Regions from separate parts of the Triticum aestivum genome. Here region 2 is linked to region 1. Evidence: chromatin contacts called from public Hi-C data. All regions are on one chromosome and are shown on one strand. Each heading gives the region's core, a stretch centred on a gene start, on an enhancer-like site or on the middle of the called end of the contact. The rest is flanking DNA. Distances are from core to core; before and after follow the strand shown. Region 1 holds the start of LOC123096612. Region 2 holds the start of LOC123095930 (SWI/SNF complex subunit SWI3D).

What was found. Hi-C and Micro-C count contacts between places; a contact is called where the count stands out from the background.
Region 2: a contact with region 1 is called in a Hi-C map of leaf, with 3 times the contacts expected there. The contact joins the promoter of LOC123095930 here to the promoter of LOC123096612 in region 1. A contact is called at or near these places in 2 of 5 Hi-C or Micro-C datasets (both in leaf).

What each region holds. Positions count from the first base shown.
Region 1 is chr4D:29,815,993-29,823,807 of IWGSC CS RefSeq v2.1, reverse strand. LOC123096612 reads left to right here and starts at 4,118. Exons shown (of 4, transcript XM_044518377.1): 1 at 4,118-4,372; 2 at 5,195-6,625; 3 at 7,140-7,422. The coding sequence starts at 4,118. LOC123099500 (histone H2AX) reads right to left here and starts at 2,002. Exons shown (of 2, transcript XM_044521648.1): 1 at 1,746-2,002; 2 at 1,044-1,571. The coding sequence starts at 1,940. The coding sequence ends at 1,353. LOC123099501 reads left to right here. Exons shown (of 1, transcript XM_044521649.1): 1 at 1-388. The coding sequence ends at 231.
Region 2 is chr4D:29,962,377-29,970,191 of IWGSC CS RefSeq v2.1, reverse strand. It overlaps LOC123095930 (SWI/SNF complex subunit SWI3D), which reads right to left and starts at 4,788. Exons shown (of 8, transcript XM_044517502.1): 1 at 4,232-4,788; 2 at 2,626-3,167; 3 at 1,749-2,480; 4 at 1,491-1,657; 5 at 1,144-1,418; 6 at 850-1,056; 7 at 1-19. The coding sequence starts at 4,631.

The sequences.
Region 1 (7,815 bases), core at 2,869-5,368:
GGCCCGACCAACTCCGACCAGCTGAGGACGCAGGCCGCCCGGGCGTCGCAGTGCCTCTACCTGAGGGCCATGGAGACCATGGACGCGCGCGCCGTGCTGGCCTGCAGGAGCCTCGTCAGGCTGTCGCAGATGGTGGAGGAGCCGATCCCGGAGCCGTCCTTCGCCGGCGTCGAGGCCAACATGGCAGAGCTGGAGACCATGAGGGCCAACATCCTTAGCGGCAAGAAGTAACCGATCGATCAACACTTGACGAGCAGCAAGCAAGTTGATTCGTTACTGATCAGGGTGTGTAATTCAGGCATTGCAGACAAGGCTGTTGATGTATAGCATTTTTGTAATCTTTTTCATTTTGTTAATCAGACATTCTCATTTTGCTATGATGAGAAGAATCCAATGGTGAAACTTGCTGAGCACTAGCACAGAAGTCACTGGCACGTGTGGATTTTGGCTCTGCAACTGCAGACTAATGTTTCCGGATCTCTGGGAGAGGGACAGAGAGAATGCCAAGAACAACATTCGTTCGTGCAAGCAGCATTTTACTGCTGTTCTGTTTCCCCTGGACGAAGAGGAAACGGGCACAGGAAGCAAGATGATCTCTTCGACAACACGCAGTCGTTTCAGACAAGAGTAGAGACAGAGTAATCAGATTCAGGAAACTACACCGCCCCTGGGAATTCATTCATTCGGATGATCAAACCAAACTGAATAGCAACCACAGCTATATATATACATGAATTCAGACGTTCCAAAGCTGATTAAAAAGCAACAAGCAAGCAAGCTGATTAAACAGTAACCAGGAATTCAGACATTGCAGTTGCAGCCACAGCTATATATATACATGAATAGCATTTTTGTCTGCATTTTCGTTTGTTAATCAGATGATACTTATTATATCACCTTCTGCAACTTAAGAGCTATGTTGGCTGATTTCTGAAAGAGGTACAGCGTTTGATGCTGTTTTATTTCCACAGGGCTAAGAGGAGCTGTTTTATTTCCACAGCGAGATGATCATTTCTTTCAGACCAAGACTAGTCAGATTCCTGTAACTAAAATTTCACAGGGAATTCATTCAATCATTCAAACAACCGAACCAAATCAATATTAAAAGACAGCTGCGCACCATCATTTTCGCATATACGAAACCACATAGTATATATTTTCACTCTTCTACTGATCGATCGACTCACTCATTCAACCACGACAGAGCCCAGAAGACACCAAGGTTTTTTTCCATCCCGAGTTTCAGACTCCCGAAACACCCCAACCCACAACTTCAGATGAACATCGTCGTCAGGCAGACAAGATCACATGACAGGACGGCCTCTCCTTCTTCGCCTTGAAGCCGCGCGCGCTCAGAACTCCTGGGAGGCCGAGCCCAGCTCCCCCTTGGGCCCGGCCTTCTTGGGCAGCAGCACCTGGTTGATGTTGGGCATCACGCCGCCGTTGGCGATCGTCACCGAGCCCAGCAGCTTGCTCAGCTCCTCGTCGTTGCGCACCGCCAGCTGGATGTGCCGCGGCACGATCCGGGTCTTCTTGTTGTCCCGCGCCGCGTTCCCGGCCAGCTCCAGCACCTGCGTACGTATCCGGCGGCAATGGAAACGATCAAATCAAACCCCAATCCGACTCGAATCACGGATAACGAACGAACGATCGGGCGAGGCGGGGCGAGGCGCACGAGATCGGACGGGCGGCGATCGACTGACGGAAAACGAAAAGAGAAGGGGGATCGATGATGTCTAGGATACCTCGGCGGCGAGGTACTCGAGGACGGCGGAGAGGTAGACGGGGGCGCCGGCGCCAACACGCTCGGCGTACTTGCCGGCCTTGAGGTAGCGCGCGATGCGGCCGACGGGGAACTGGAGCCCGGCCTTGGACGACCGCGACACCGACTTGGTCGCCTTTGCCTTGCCGCGGCCGGCGACGCCTCCGGTGGAACTCATCGCCGATTCGCCTCCGGAAGCTTCTAAACCCTCTCGAGAGGTGGGGACTGGACTGGGGATTTGGTGGGGTGGGAGGAGAACCCGCGGCGGCGCCTCGGGTTTTATAGCGTAGGGTTGGGGTGCGAGGCGCGCTGTGATTGGCTGGGACGGGCGAGGCGCGGATCGGTGACGTCGGACGCCAGCTTCTGCAATAAATTGCTTCTTTCCTTTTTTATATCTTTTCGGAGAATGTTTTTGTTTTGATCCACCTTTTTTTTCAGGGAAAAAGAACGGTTTATATGGAGGCTGTTCGTTTTATAGACAATCTGAGGGTCATGTGTAGCATGAAAAAGAATGTATCACGTGCACGCGAGTAGACATGCATGCATGCATGCGACTAGTTTAGATCTCGTCCTCTGAACTTTATATTGTTGTATATAAGCTGCGGTATGGTCATTCTGAACTTTTAGACAGTGCTAATATTTCACTCATACGAAACTGATGGTGTCAATTTGGTGTTGCATAGCTTGCGTACGCAATGTTGAATTTATCGTCCATACATTTTTAGTTTATAAGGATTGTCAAATGGCGCAGTCGGAACCAGGAGATTGGGCAAACTATACGGAACATACATGGATGAACCCTTGCTACATATGTACCCACTTCAGAAAACACATTCTAAATGCCGAAAAAAATCAAAAAAGTTGCACAAGTACATTTCTAAATAACTGCTTGGAAGGTTGTTGGGCGCCTCTTAATCGAACGCCATGACATTAAACTCGCGGTGGCAATATTGTGAGGATGAAACGCAGTTTGGTACTCTTCGCCTGGGCCAGTCGAATCTGGTGGAAATCTGCTCGCAAATCGAGCTTCGAAAACTAGGATGTACCTTCCAATTCATCCAGGAGTTCATCAATGACAGATAAAGGAAACTTGCACTTGAGAGTCAATAAGTTCAAATGTATGTAATCGACACATACACGCCATGTTAGGCCCTTCTTGCGCGCCGTGATAGGTGAGCAAAGGGATTGGAACTGGGTAATAGCACTCCGGACTTGAGCATCTTACCCACCTGCACTTTAATTTCAGACTTCAACTCTGACAAATGTCTACAGGGCTGGATATTGATTGGTTTAGCACCCTCGGTTAAAGGAATTCTGTTTCACAAGCCCTATGAGGTGGTTGGCCAGTCAGAGTGACGAAAACAAACTCATATAGTCATATGCACAGTCAGCCATCATATATTGTCGATAAATTGCAACTCCATAACAGTGTACGAAAACTTAGCCAGCGGCTCACCTTGCAAACACAAAAACCGCCCTTGTAATCAAGTGACATCCCCTTTTGATGCCAATTGACACTCATCGTTCCTCGGGCTAACAACCAACCCATGCCAATAATACCATTAAAATGCTTAAGAGGCAGAATCTTTAAATCAGTTGTGAATTGAAATCCAACATCTGACTAAGTACATTACGAATCTAGTGTGTGCAATCCAACTTCACCCCAGCAAGTCACACACTCTGCAGTTTATTCAATGGGTGTTGATGAGGCAACTTACAAGTAAACTGTTGATTGAGAACACGAATGAGAGCTGCCTAAATCAAGTAGCAATGTAGCAGCCTAATCATCAATGAGGCAGTGGAGCTTGATGGCCTTATTGGCAGCTTAATCAGTTTCAGCTTCAGCAGAAAACAACATAAGATCATTGTCACTGTCATATGAATTAATGAATCAGAACCACATAATTCCAGCATTTCCTATAAGCCACATATGTTGCTACCCCACATCCATATTACAACGACAAATACAGAACTGGCTGGATTAATGTACCACCCACCATATAGCGCCTACAGTCAGCAAGTGGGTGGCATGACCTATCCGGACCCGAAGAAGAAGGCAAGAGGCGTCGGAGATGGCATACATTGCGCCATGGAGGCCCATGTCCCGAGAGGCAATCCACACCAAGAACTGAGATGCCTCAAACTCCACCATCGAGGATTCCGCGAACAACCAAGGCAGCACCTGCATGAAGGGAACGACGTTATGACACCGCCGCCGCTTGTTCCGGTGAACGGAAACAAGCCCCCCCCATCCCGCGGCGAGTAGGTCACCGGTGAGTCCATCGCTACAGGAAGAAGAGCGACGCTCATCAACAACGAGGTGACACCGGATGCCGTCAGCCTCACTGCACACCAATGACGACCACGGGCGGTCGTCCTTGCAACACCGAAGCAAAGACCCTTCGGGCCGCCGCCCAGTGCCGCCACTGTGGGATACACGATCCACAACAGGTCACAAACCACCAAGTTCCTACCGCCGCGCGCGCCGACCATTGGACAAAGTCAACCGTGGACACCAACCGGCACCACATCCAGGCCTTGCCCGGACTCTCCACGCCCAACGCATCTCCGGCCGCCCCCAACCACGCCGATGAAGAGAGCCACACATGCGTGAAGCCACCATCGTCCAGGGCCGCCGTCTTGAGCCCACACCACCCGTAGCAAAACGGATTTGGGCCGGGGAACGCGTGTCAATTGCCAGGCGGCGCAACCACCGCTTAAATCCCCCTGGGGGCACTGCCTTAGTATCCCGACTCTGTTGCCACGCATGGTGCCTAGGGGCAGTGGCGGACCTATGTTGAGGCTAGGGGGGCCGTTCCCCCCACAACCTTGGATAATTTTCTGAAGAATTTTTTTAATAGGGCTTAGATTGGAATTTTTTTAGCATTTGGCCCCCACAAACACTGGTGATTTGTGTCCCCCCCCACCCCCCCATGGATTGTCGGCTAGCTCCGCCATTGCCTAGGGGCACCGTTGCGCCACAGCCAAAGGAGTCCTCGTGGAGGAAGGTGGCGAGACTGCCATCATCGTTCGCCGGATGAGCGAAGCTTGTCCGGCTTTCTCCGGCAGGCAGGGTTCGCCTGAGCCGCACCCGTGGAGGCAGCGGGAGCGACAGTCCAAGTACAATGATGTAAGTGGAATGGACGCAACTATATTTCTTTGACAAATACATGTGCATATATATGTGTGTGATATAATTGATGTACGCATATATAGTCTTTTTTTTAGAATAACAAGAGGTTCGAGGGTCGACCTCAGTGAGAAACTTCCAACTCCTAGAGTACACCGCGGTCTACGGATCAGGTAGCCTGGGCTTTTGACCCAGCAAAAAGGGCTGGGTTTGGCCTACAACGCAATTAAACCCACCCGGTCGCTGGATTCCACCAAATTCCCAAGTCCAAACCAGTCCGGTGTCTGTCACTCTCGCCCTAGACCGCAGGCCCACCGCTGTCGCCACACCCACACCACACCTGCAACGTTTTCGTCTTCTCAAAAAAAAAAAAAAAAAACCTGCAACGTTTTCGTTGGACGCACCGCCGCGCTGTTCAAGCGACGTACACTACTGCTACTCCGGTCGCCGTCCCTCCGCCCCAATCAGGCAACCACCCTCCTCAACAACTACCCACCCCACCACCACCCCTCGCCCTCCTCCTCCGTCCTCCGCGGCGCCTCAGCCACCCGCGGGCCGTCGATCCCTCCCCTCGCCGAGTCCCACGGCGGCGGCCCGGCGGCGTGGAGCACCTGACCTGCCGGAGACCGGAGCCATGGTCAGGACGGCGGCCGGGGGAACAGGAGAGTATCATCGTCGCCGGCGAGGAGCACCCACGAAGAGGCGGCGGCCCGGGTCGTCGACGGGGTCAACTCCTTCCTCGGCAAGGCAGGCGGGGACCACGTGGCGCGCGCGGCACGGCCAGCTGGCGGGCCCCACGCGTCAGCGGGCGGAACCTCCCTGCGCCTGCGCGTTGGATTCGCCGCCCCTCCGCGTGCGGTGCGGGGAGCTTATTTAAACGCCCTCCGCCTTGGCTTGGCGCTACAGTGGACGATAACCGCCCGCGGCAACAAACATTCCTCCTCCCTCTTTGCCTCTCCCCTCTCCCCCTCGCCCGCTCGCCGCTCCCCGCGCATGATCCACCTCCTCCTCTAGCCATGTCGCCGCCGCCGTCGTCTTCCGAGGAGGAGGCGTCCCGCGGCAAGTCCGGTTCGGCGAGCGCGATGGCCCCCGGCAAGTCGAGCTCGGCGAGCGCGGCGGCCCGCGGCAAGTCCGGTTCGGCGGGTGCGAGGGTCCCCGGCAAGTCCGGTACGGCGGGTGCGGTGGCCTCCGGCAAGTCGGTCTGGGCCGAGATGGGCGTGGCGCCCTTCCAGGACGGCCAGTACGTGCGGCTCCGCAACCGCGGCCGCGGCGGTTACCTCTGCGCCGACGAGACGGGGCGGGGCGTCTCCATCGACCCCCGCCGCGGGATGGTCAACACGGCGTGGGTCGCGCAGGTCCTGGAGACCGACACCAACTACTTCGTCCTGCTCCGCGGAGCCTACGGCCGCCACCTCGCCGTCACGCGCGCCGAGGCGGGGCCCGGCCACGTCGGCTTCGACGCCGCCCAGTGCGCCTTCGACGAGCCGGAGGACTCCCACGTCATGTGGTGGACCACCCCGGGGAAGAACGGCAGCGTCGTGCTCCTCCATGGCACGTCGGCCAGGCTCAGCGCGCTCCGGGCCAACGGTCGGTACCGCCGGTGGCACAGGCGCGTCACCGTCGAGGCCATCAACCGCTCCCGCGTCACCTCGATGATGGAGTGGGAGGCTCAGGTCATCCCCATGAGGGTGGAGAGGCCACCGTACCAACTGCGACCAGGAGGCCCCGATATTGTAAGATCTTCACCCGCACCCTTCTCCCTTGCACAATTCTGGGTGGTCCTGAATAAATTGGAGTGCTTAAGCCTTAGGCTATCGATGATTTCTGACAATGCTGCAACAAGTGCTGTTAAGCTGTCTACGCCGCTGCTATTGCGAAATTTGGGGATTGTTTGCTCAAATAGAACAATGCATGTGGATGTGTGGCCAATTCTTGCTTCAATAGCCCAGTAATTATTGCTGATTACTGCAGCACAGGTCTTGCACCATAAGCTTTCAAGTCGTGTTGCGTATTAGGTACTTTAGAGGACGATCCCTGCTGAATTATTAGTCTGATGATAATTGTGAAATATCGGATTATTTTCATTTCCCTGTAAATGCTTCAATCTGGATAATTGGTGCTGAAGTAGTTCCCTTCATGATTCAGGTGTTAATATTCTGGTTCATTAGAGGACTGATCATGTTGTGTCATCTCATCTATGCCTTGATTTGTGTCGCCTAAGCACTTTTCTGCAATTTCCATGAGCAGCCATGGCACCAAGGCTCTGAAGAGACTGTGCAAGTCAATTGCGTCGTGGCAGATGATAACGGGAGCACGGATGGGCAGGGCAGGGAAGCTCTCACGCTCCATGGCAGGAGTCTGATGGGGCTGGGCGATGAACTGGCACAGCGGCTGGGCGACGGCCTCAACTTCCAGGACATCACCCTCTGCATTCAGGCAGGCAACCTTGCGCAGCCCACGGTTCTGCTCACCGACCTGCCCCATAGAGACGACCCCGTTGACATCGTGGTGTTCAGAGTTGGCACACCAGGTGAGAACTGCACTCCCATTTTAGTAGTACTCTGCACGTCTGCTCTGCTGTTGGAAGATGGAACTATGCATTTTCTCTTCAGATACAAACGCCACACTACAAGTCCATGTAACTGAAGAAATTAGGTAGAAACTTGTAAATTAGGATCAACAATCCAATTGTTCATCTGATATCTTGAGTCTGGTGTATAGGTAGCATCTGATATTTCAAACGCTTGATGCGAAAATACATGGGATTTATAATGTGTTTGCATAATGTTGTGCACTAATTTCTGTATTAACGTTTTTTAGGGAATTCCTGTATTAACTTGATGCTAGATAAGTACTCTCTTAAACTATTTGATAAGTTAATTACGCTAGTTTAGAGGGTTGATCACCCGCATTTGTTTTTGAA
Region 2 (7,815 bases), core at 3,539-6,038, 150 kb before region 1:
TTTTCAGCACTGTTAGGTTCTGCAAGATAGGGATAGCACAGGGGAGGAAATCAGCTGATGAAAAATTGAACCACCAAGAGGATTGGCCTATGAAGCTAAATCTGTTTTCTAAATTCTGCCCCTCTAATGACTGCCTTTTTCTAATTCATACGACTCTGTTTACTTCATCGTGGTCAGATATCACAAAGCTCTCATCGGGCCATCCTTACAGGAGACAGCTGGTATATATTCTCCAATATTTGGGGGATACAGATGTCAGAGAATGATTATGTCTGGGAACTAAAAGATCAAGAAAGGAAACGAGAAATTGGAAATAAATGCACTCATCATTCAACTGAAGAACGAAAAGGAAAACAAAACTAACTACACGAATGTTTAACTAATTAAGCTGTTAAAGCGCACAAATAGAACAGTTCAAGCAACTAAAGCATTTAGAATTCTCCTTCTCACTTCCACATCCAAATTTTGCTACAAGTTGATCTCTTATGGCAGCACAGGAAAAGCAAACCACATATTCCATGGCTACAATACTATGTTTGTAAGTCAGATCTAAAATTCTGGATTTAGCAGGTCCTGCTCAGAAACAGCTGAATCTGATGGCGTGCTAAGAAATTATGATGAATATATGGGAATGTGAATAATCTTACCCAGCATTACCAGACCAGCATAACTGCTTACATGTGCAGTTGACGCATGTCAATGTTGCAACGAAGTCTTCTGGACTAGTGAATAATTATATAGTGTTTAACTAATCAGAATGCGCTAATTGAACTTTGCATGCTTACTCTTCTCTTGTTTCATTAGAGATAGTTTCGGACTTTACGTATAAGCTAAATGTAGATGAAGTACCTTCCAGCTTGCCATTCCCCAATGTATGGGTTTTCTCATCTTCTTGTACGGCAGTTGGGGCAGCAACTGCATCTTCAGTCTTGTTAAGCTCGATCTTGCCTTGTGAAGGTGAATCATCATCTGGCTCCACTTCAGAACTTGGTTTGTCCTTTAACAGCTCAGGATTAGTTGCACATGTAGTACTTCCTGCAACAACCTCTTGAGAAGCTGACAAACCACATCCATTTGCATTATTTTCTGGAGCAACTGAATCTTTGGTAGAACTTGATGGAACTTTTGTGTCGTTGGACGCACCCTTATCCACCAGAGGAATTGGATCATCGGTCTCCTTAGCTTTATTGGATTTAGGCTCCACTGTGGGTGCTTCATCATCGCAAGATACATTCTTAGTATCTGATTCTTTGTGGTCTTTTGGTGAAATGGATGGACTGTTTTGCTTTTCCACAGACACGGTATTCTCTTCCTTAACATTGATGTCCTTTTTCTCAGTACCAGTTGAATCTATGACCATATCCTCACCTTTTGCTTGATCCTCACCTTTTGCTTGATCCTCATCTTTATTTGTATTACTGAAAATTCCATTGACCCCATCAGCACAATACATTGCAATAGAATTTTACACAGGTGCAAACACTGCTTACCTCACAGTGACAAAAATGTCTTTCAGATCACTCGGTGGATCTTCAAGAATATAACAGTGCCTACTTGCCAATTGTAGCGCAGGAGAATCCTCTGAGATAGCTTTTAGTGAACTACGGCAAGAAGTGGTAGCATTGTCATCTTCCACAAGACCAGCCAAAAATGCTGCCTGCACAAGACATTTGACATACCTCATTGTAGAAAATACTGTATAATAAGTAAAGATGTCCAAGGGTATAAGACACTATGGCAGTTCTTACCAGTGCCATAACAGGATTCCCTGCATCAGCAAACGAACCTTCATGTCCAGGGAAGTTACCAACAGCCTCGAACGCAGATTTTAGGATATCAATAGCATCATTTGATGCATTTTCACCAGAAATAACAATAGCATCATCTGGCGCATTTTTCTCAGAAGTATCAAGATTAACAGAATTTTCCTTTGCTAGGTCAGTATCAGAAGATGGTTTTGGCTCATCAACGTTTGGTGTTGTGACTGAATCTGCACCACCTGAATTTTTGGCATCTTTATTTTCAACAACACTTCCTTCTTCTGTTTTTTCTTCTGCGTGATTGCCTTCCGTTTTCTCTGAAGGCTTCTCATCCTTGGTATCTTTTCCTTCAACTTTCTCTTCAGTTTCCATTTTCTCAGGTACTTCAGGGGTGCCTTTTTCCACCAAGGCTTGCTCTGTGCTTTCATGGATATTTTGGTGAATATCATCACCATCATGGAAGCGATCCTCAATTTGCATTTGCAGAAAGTGTAACATACACTGTGTTTTTGTTTTTGTAGCAACATGTTCGGCAATCTCAGTCCATTTTCCACCAAAAATTTCCAGAGCTTCTAAGAGAAGCAATGTCTCCTCATCAGTCCAGCTAGTACCACGAGCACCAGAAACTTCTGTGGAATCCATGAGGATGAAATCTGTTTTGGACATGCCTCCATCGAATTTTTCTTCGTTGTAGCAGTTAGAACACAGGTCAAAATCTGCCTGCAGCAATAAAACAAAAATCAATGCTGCCATCCACAAATTGAATCACAAGGTACACTATATCAGTATGATTCTAATGGGTGATATAACATATGGTGATATAGCAATAATCCGAGCAGGGATGTGGCACTAAAAAAATGCTTACCTGGGTCCGGCAATGATAGCGCTTGCCTGAGCAATCAACTGAACAAGAGTTGCAATGGTACTCAACGGAAGGCTCAGCTGCTGCAATTACATCTTCCACTAGAACAGGATCAGGAAGCAAGGTAGGCAGAGGCACTGGAATTTCCCCCTCCCCTTTATTTGGTAAAGGAATCATGTATGACTGAACCGGTTCAAATTTAAACAGCTTCTCAATGAGAGAAGCTTTCTCCTCATTGCGAGAATCGCTTTGGCTCTCCTCTGGCTTACTCTCTTCTAGGCCAGCAGGTGGAAAAGGGTGGAAATTGATCAGGCCCCAGTGATCCAAAAAATCAAACACTTCCTGTCGAGCATCGACCTCCCCAACTGACAGCTCAGCCAAATCTTTGGGCTCCAGCTGCAGCTGAGGATTGGCATGAAATTTCATCATGATAGAATTTCTAATCCCCGAGTATATCTCTGGTGTCCGCTTCTCAGATTTTCCATTAAAAAACGAAGGCAAGGTTTGCTTCTCAACTTGGTGGATTTCCTTCCATGAAAACCATCCTGCAGAAGAAAATGATTTGTTGTTGTGCACTTTTTAATTTCGAAAGAAAATTGATTTCAGAACATGAATAAAGAAGGAAAGCATGTTATCATAATTAAGACAATTAGGGTGGAAACTTGAAAGGCAGCATCAAACCATAAAATATATCTTCTGCTAAATAGTATTTACAATATTTTAGTTCAAGAAAATGGGCTTTGCATGCTTTGAAGTTTGAACAGACAAAAACCATGCATTTCAAGAAAATAAGAGACTACGCAAAGATCAATCACATAGAATCATAAGGTGGTTGCTAGTATGGCCTTCAACAGACAAAAGCAGTATTAGCATATTACATGAATGAAGTGGTTATGCCAGTATTAGTCATGGTTGCACATGGTTACTGGATTACAGCAATTATCAAGATCTGCCATGGTGCTTTCCTTTCATGGTGAGGTAACTGTTTACTGTGTTATCAAGATTTACCAAGGTTGCAATTGCTCGTATATATAGTAATGTCAGAAAGCTGATCTATGGTTAAAATACTTACAAGGAGAAGATATCTCTCAAAAGAAAACAAGTCATGCTCCAAGCACATGGAAGAAAGCAAAATGATGAGCACTCAACTGTTCATTTGCACAAGGCAACAGCAAAGAGGAAGGCAAATAGATATTAATAGCTGTTTACCACCACACACTAGAAGTAATAAAGGCAATGATTTGTAGTAAATTCCTATATCAGGCAGTTAAATCTGAAATCAACAGAATGAGCATGCACTCAAGTTGAGCTAAATCTATCGATGAAAACTACAATGAGCACATCATTGTGCAACTTACAAGTATTAATTCAGGTTACTTAACTGCAGCAACAATGCTAACCATCGAACTACACTCCTCTGCTACATGCTACTGGTTCATTCCGGTAAAGCATTTAAATAGCAGGAGGATGCGGTGAACCAGTGGTAATTTACCGAACGCTTCTACTCGGAAAGCCCTAGCAAAACGCGGACTCCTCACAACCACCCTCGTTCCAGCAATTCACCACCCCAAACGAGAGATCAAGCGACTGTACAGGGGAGAGGGCTCACCGGCGAAGGTAGGGACCACATGGACGCCGGCGCCGCGGGATCGAACGGCCTCGAACCCCTCGTCCACCAGCGGCGTTTCCTCGGCGGGCGTCTGCACCTCGTCGGGCCGAATCGCGGCGCCCTCGCCCGGGCCCGATCCCCCGGGCACGGCCGCCGCGGGGGCCGCATCCGCCGGGGCGGTCGAGAGCTTGTGCGGCGACTGGCGCGCGGCGCGCGTGAGCGGCCCGCTGTGCAGCATGTGCGAGGGCGCGTGGAAGGCGGCGTTGCGCTCCTTGGCGTGCCGCTTGGACGGCGTGAACGACGACCCCGACGCCTTGCGCTTGCCGCCGCCGCCGCGGCGGCGGGGGGCCTCGGCCGGCGCCCCGTCGCCGTGGGCCGCGGGCTGGGGCTTGGGCTCCATGGGGGCCGCCGCGGGAGCTCTCGGATTCTCTCACCGCTCCGGCGCCGAGGGCCAGCTCCGAGATGGGGAGGCGAGTGAGGGCACGCCGCCTGCCCTGCGCTGCCCCTGTGAGTGCTCTCTCTGTGGGCTCTCCCTTCCCCTCTCCTTCCTCTGGACCGGGTTGAAACCTGGGGTCCGTCGTTGGGTTCCCGTAGCGGCAGTGCGGCACGGTGCTGTCTCACTGGCTGGTGGAGCCCGCGCTGCCGGTGGCTAACGCCGGGACGGGAGGAGTTATACATAGGATTATTATTTTTTTGGAAAAAAGAGGTTGAAGAGATCTAGGGTTCCTCCCCCGCTGCCATCCTCCTCCGCCGGTAGATCGCCAGAATGAGGACAAGATTAAGAGCGAAGCAAACAATTCTTACAGCGGTAGAGCTTAATGGTGAGGTATACTGAATGAATGGTAATCGCCTAATCGGGTACAGCTTGTGAAAAGGAATTAAAATCCCATATACTAAATACCCGATAATCTAGTACGACTACTGAAAAGGTATTGAAATTCCATGGTACAAAATTAATAGCATTGATGTTTTGATATAAGTAGACGATGGCACATCTTTGACGTGATTGTGCTAAAGCAACCACATTGATGTACAAATATACGCTGAGGATGGTACATCTTTGGCGTAATTGTGCCTCTCATGTGTGTTGTTCATGACGGTTTCCCTCGCATCACAAAGCCTTCCAGCATTGATGAGGGGATAAACCCTGGTCTGGGGTTAGCCGTGTTGTTCAGGTCACCCTAGCACTGTTTAGGGATCATTCTAGGTGTCCTACATGCGATGGCGAGGTGATGTTGATCGGCGACATGGAATAAGGTCTCCACATCTTGCCTCATTCTGGCGGTGCTGGTTGGTATCGATGGAAGGCATGTGGAGCTTCGGTCTAGGGGGGGTCACAATTTTGTCTTCACTTCTTGTAGGTGGTCTTTGACGATGTCGTTCGGTGGTATGGACGACGATAGCTCGTGATTCCATATGTTGGTTTCTTCTTCCTTTAGCAAGCATGGCAAACTTTGGCTACGTCGGGAAGCTAGCAGGTATGGACGGATCTACGGTGTTTGCCCAATTTTCTATGCCACATTCTTCTCCAAGACGGTGATGCGAGCCTCCATTCACTGTCAGTGGCGGAGGCAGGAATAAATTTCAGGTGTGGCGATATTCACGAAAGAGAAAATCATGTGTAATGCAACTATGCAAGATCTTACTAGAATACTACTCCCTCTGTTTCTAAATATAATACATTTTAGATATTTCAATACGAATTATACATAAGAAGCAAAATAAATGAATCTACACTGTTAAATATGTTTGTATATATGCGTATGTAGTTCGTATTGAAATTTTTAAAAAGGATTATATTTAGAAACGGAGGGAGTAGATACTATACGGCCGCGAAACCCAAAACTCAAGTATTGGCACTCAAAATCCCTGGCAGTTTTGAACTAGGAAGCTGTTGCGATCGCGGCCGTGAGTTGGCCGGTTGTATCATGTATTCTCTTTTTCATCGAACGGTTCAGATTCTTTATTCTACGTGCATTTGTATTTTAGCGCGGTGTAGTTAAGTTGCATGCACGCCGGTCAGCAACGTGCCCAACACGCAGGCAATATAGTGCAGTATATATACGAGGTACTTGTAGGCTACGTCAGCCCACCAGCATGAAATACGTAAGCGTACTGGTATATGTACTATAGGTACATACTTGCGGCAGATTTAGGTGTGGCGGACGCCAAGCCTTGCCAGTAAGCTGGCTCCGCCACTGGTCACCGGCAACTTCTGGCTCCGGACGGCCACTTCCCGATAGCTACGTCACAATGTCGCCCTGTCTTCGAGGGTGCTCCCGTGGCAAAATTTTGTGTTTTGACCTTTTTGTCTAACAAAATCGAGATCTGATCTCAGTTTGAATTTTTTTCGAGATTTGATCATTTCTCCTACCGCCACGAGGCCCGGCGGTAGGATGCTATAGCCTACCGCCAGCACCTGCGGCGGTAGGAAACTTATCCACGTCAGCAGCGGTAACAGCCTCCGTCCCACCCTACCGTCGCTGGTCCTGGCGATAGTCTGCCCGATCCTACCGCCAAGGACCCTGGCGGTAGGGTGTGGGCAGTTACAAGCCCGCGGGCCGGCCGCCCCACCCCCCTTCTCCCCCCACCCAGGCGCCCCAAGAACAGAGGAGTTGTTCCTCTCGCCCCCTCTCTCATCTCCTCCACAGCCCCCCTCTGATCTTCGTCGTTTCTTCACCGTTTTTGCAGATCAAGATGGCCCCGAAGAAAGAAAAGTAAGCTCCTTCGGACCCTCCAATTAGTTTTAGTCAAATAGCTTCCGATTCGTCGCATTATTTGATTCAAATCACCCCCCCCCTTCTTGAACTAGATTTAAATATTTTGAACCCTAGGATTGATTTAGGTTGATTATAGATGTTATATTGTATTAGATATGAACTCTAGTCACTAGTTGGTATGGTTATGTGAAGATGAACCCTAGTTCATATTATTTTTGAAGGATTTTTTTATATGATGCATGTTGGAGGAATTTATTGTGATATGATGATGCATGTTGATATGCTATGATGCAAGTAGTGGATATAGTTGGAGAACAAATGTTGAACCCTCAAGATGAACCTAGTTCATAATTTTTTGTGTTAATATGGAGAACAAGTTGAGGGAAACGGTGAAGGTAACCCTCAAGACGAGAACAAGTTGAGGGAAACGGTGAAGGTAATATGGAGTTCATTTTCTTAAGTTCATTTGCAGAAATTGGACATTGCAGAAGTTCGCATTGTTTCGTTATCATTGCAGAAGTACGTCAACAAAGCACACAGGCTTGTGGGCCTGCTTGGGTGCCCTACAAACACCGAGGATGTTTTTGCTCCTGCGCCGATGCGTAGTCTCGCTTCATCGAGCCATGCAGCCTCGTCGTCTAGGGCGGTTCAAGATGACGAGGAGGAGAGCGAGGACGATGATGATGAAGAGGAAGATGAAGAAGAGGGCGAGGAAGAGGGAGCAGAAGAAGAACATGGTGAAAAAGAGGAAGAGGACGATGAGGAGGAGGAGTATGATGATGACGACGGACCTCCAGCAACTCAGCCAACCCAGCGTGAGAAGAGGAATGTGACGAAGAAGGATTGGAAGAGTCCATCCCCATT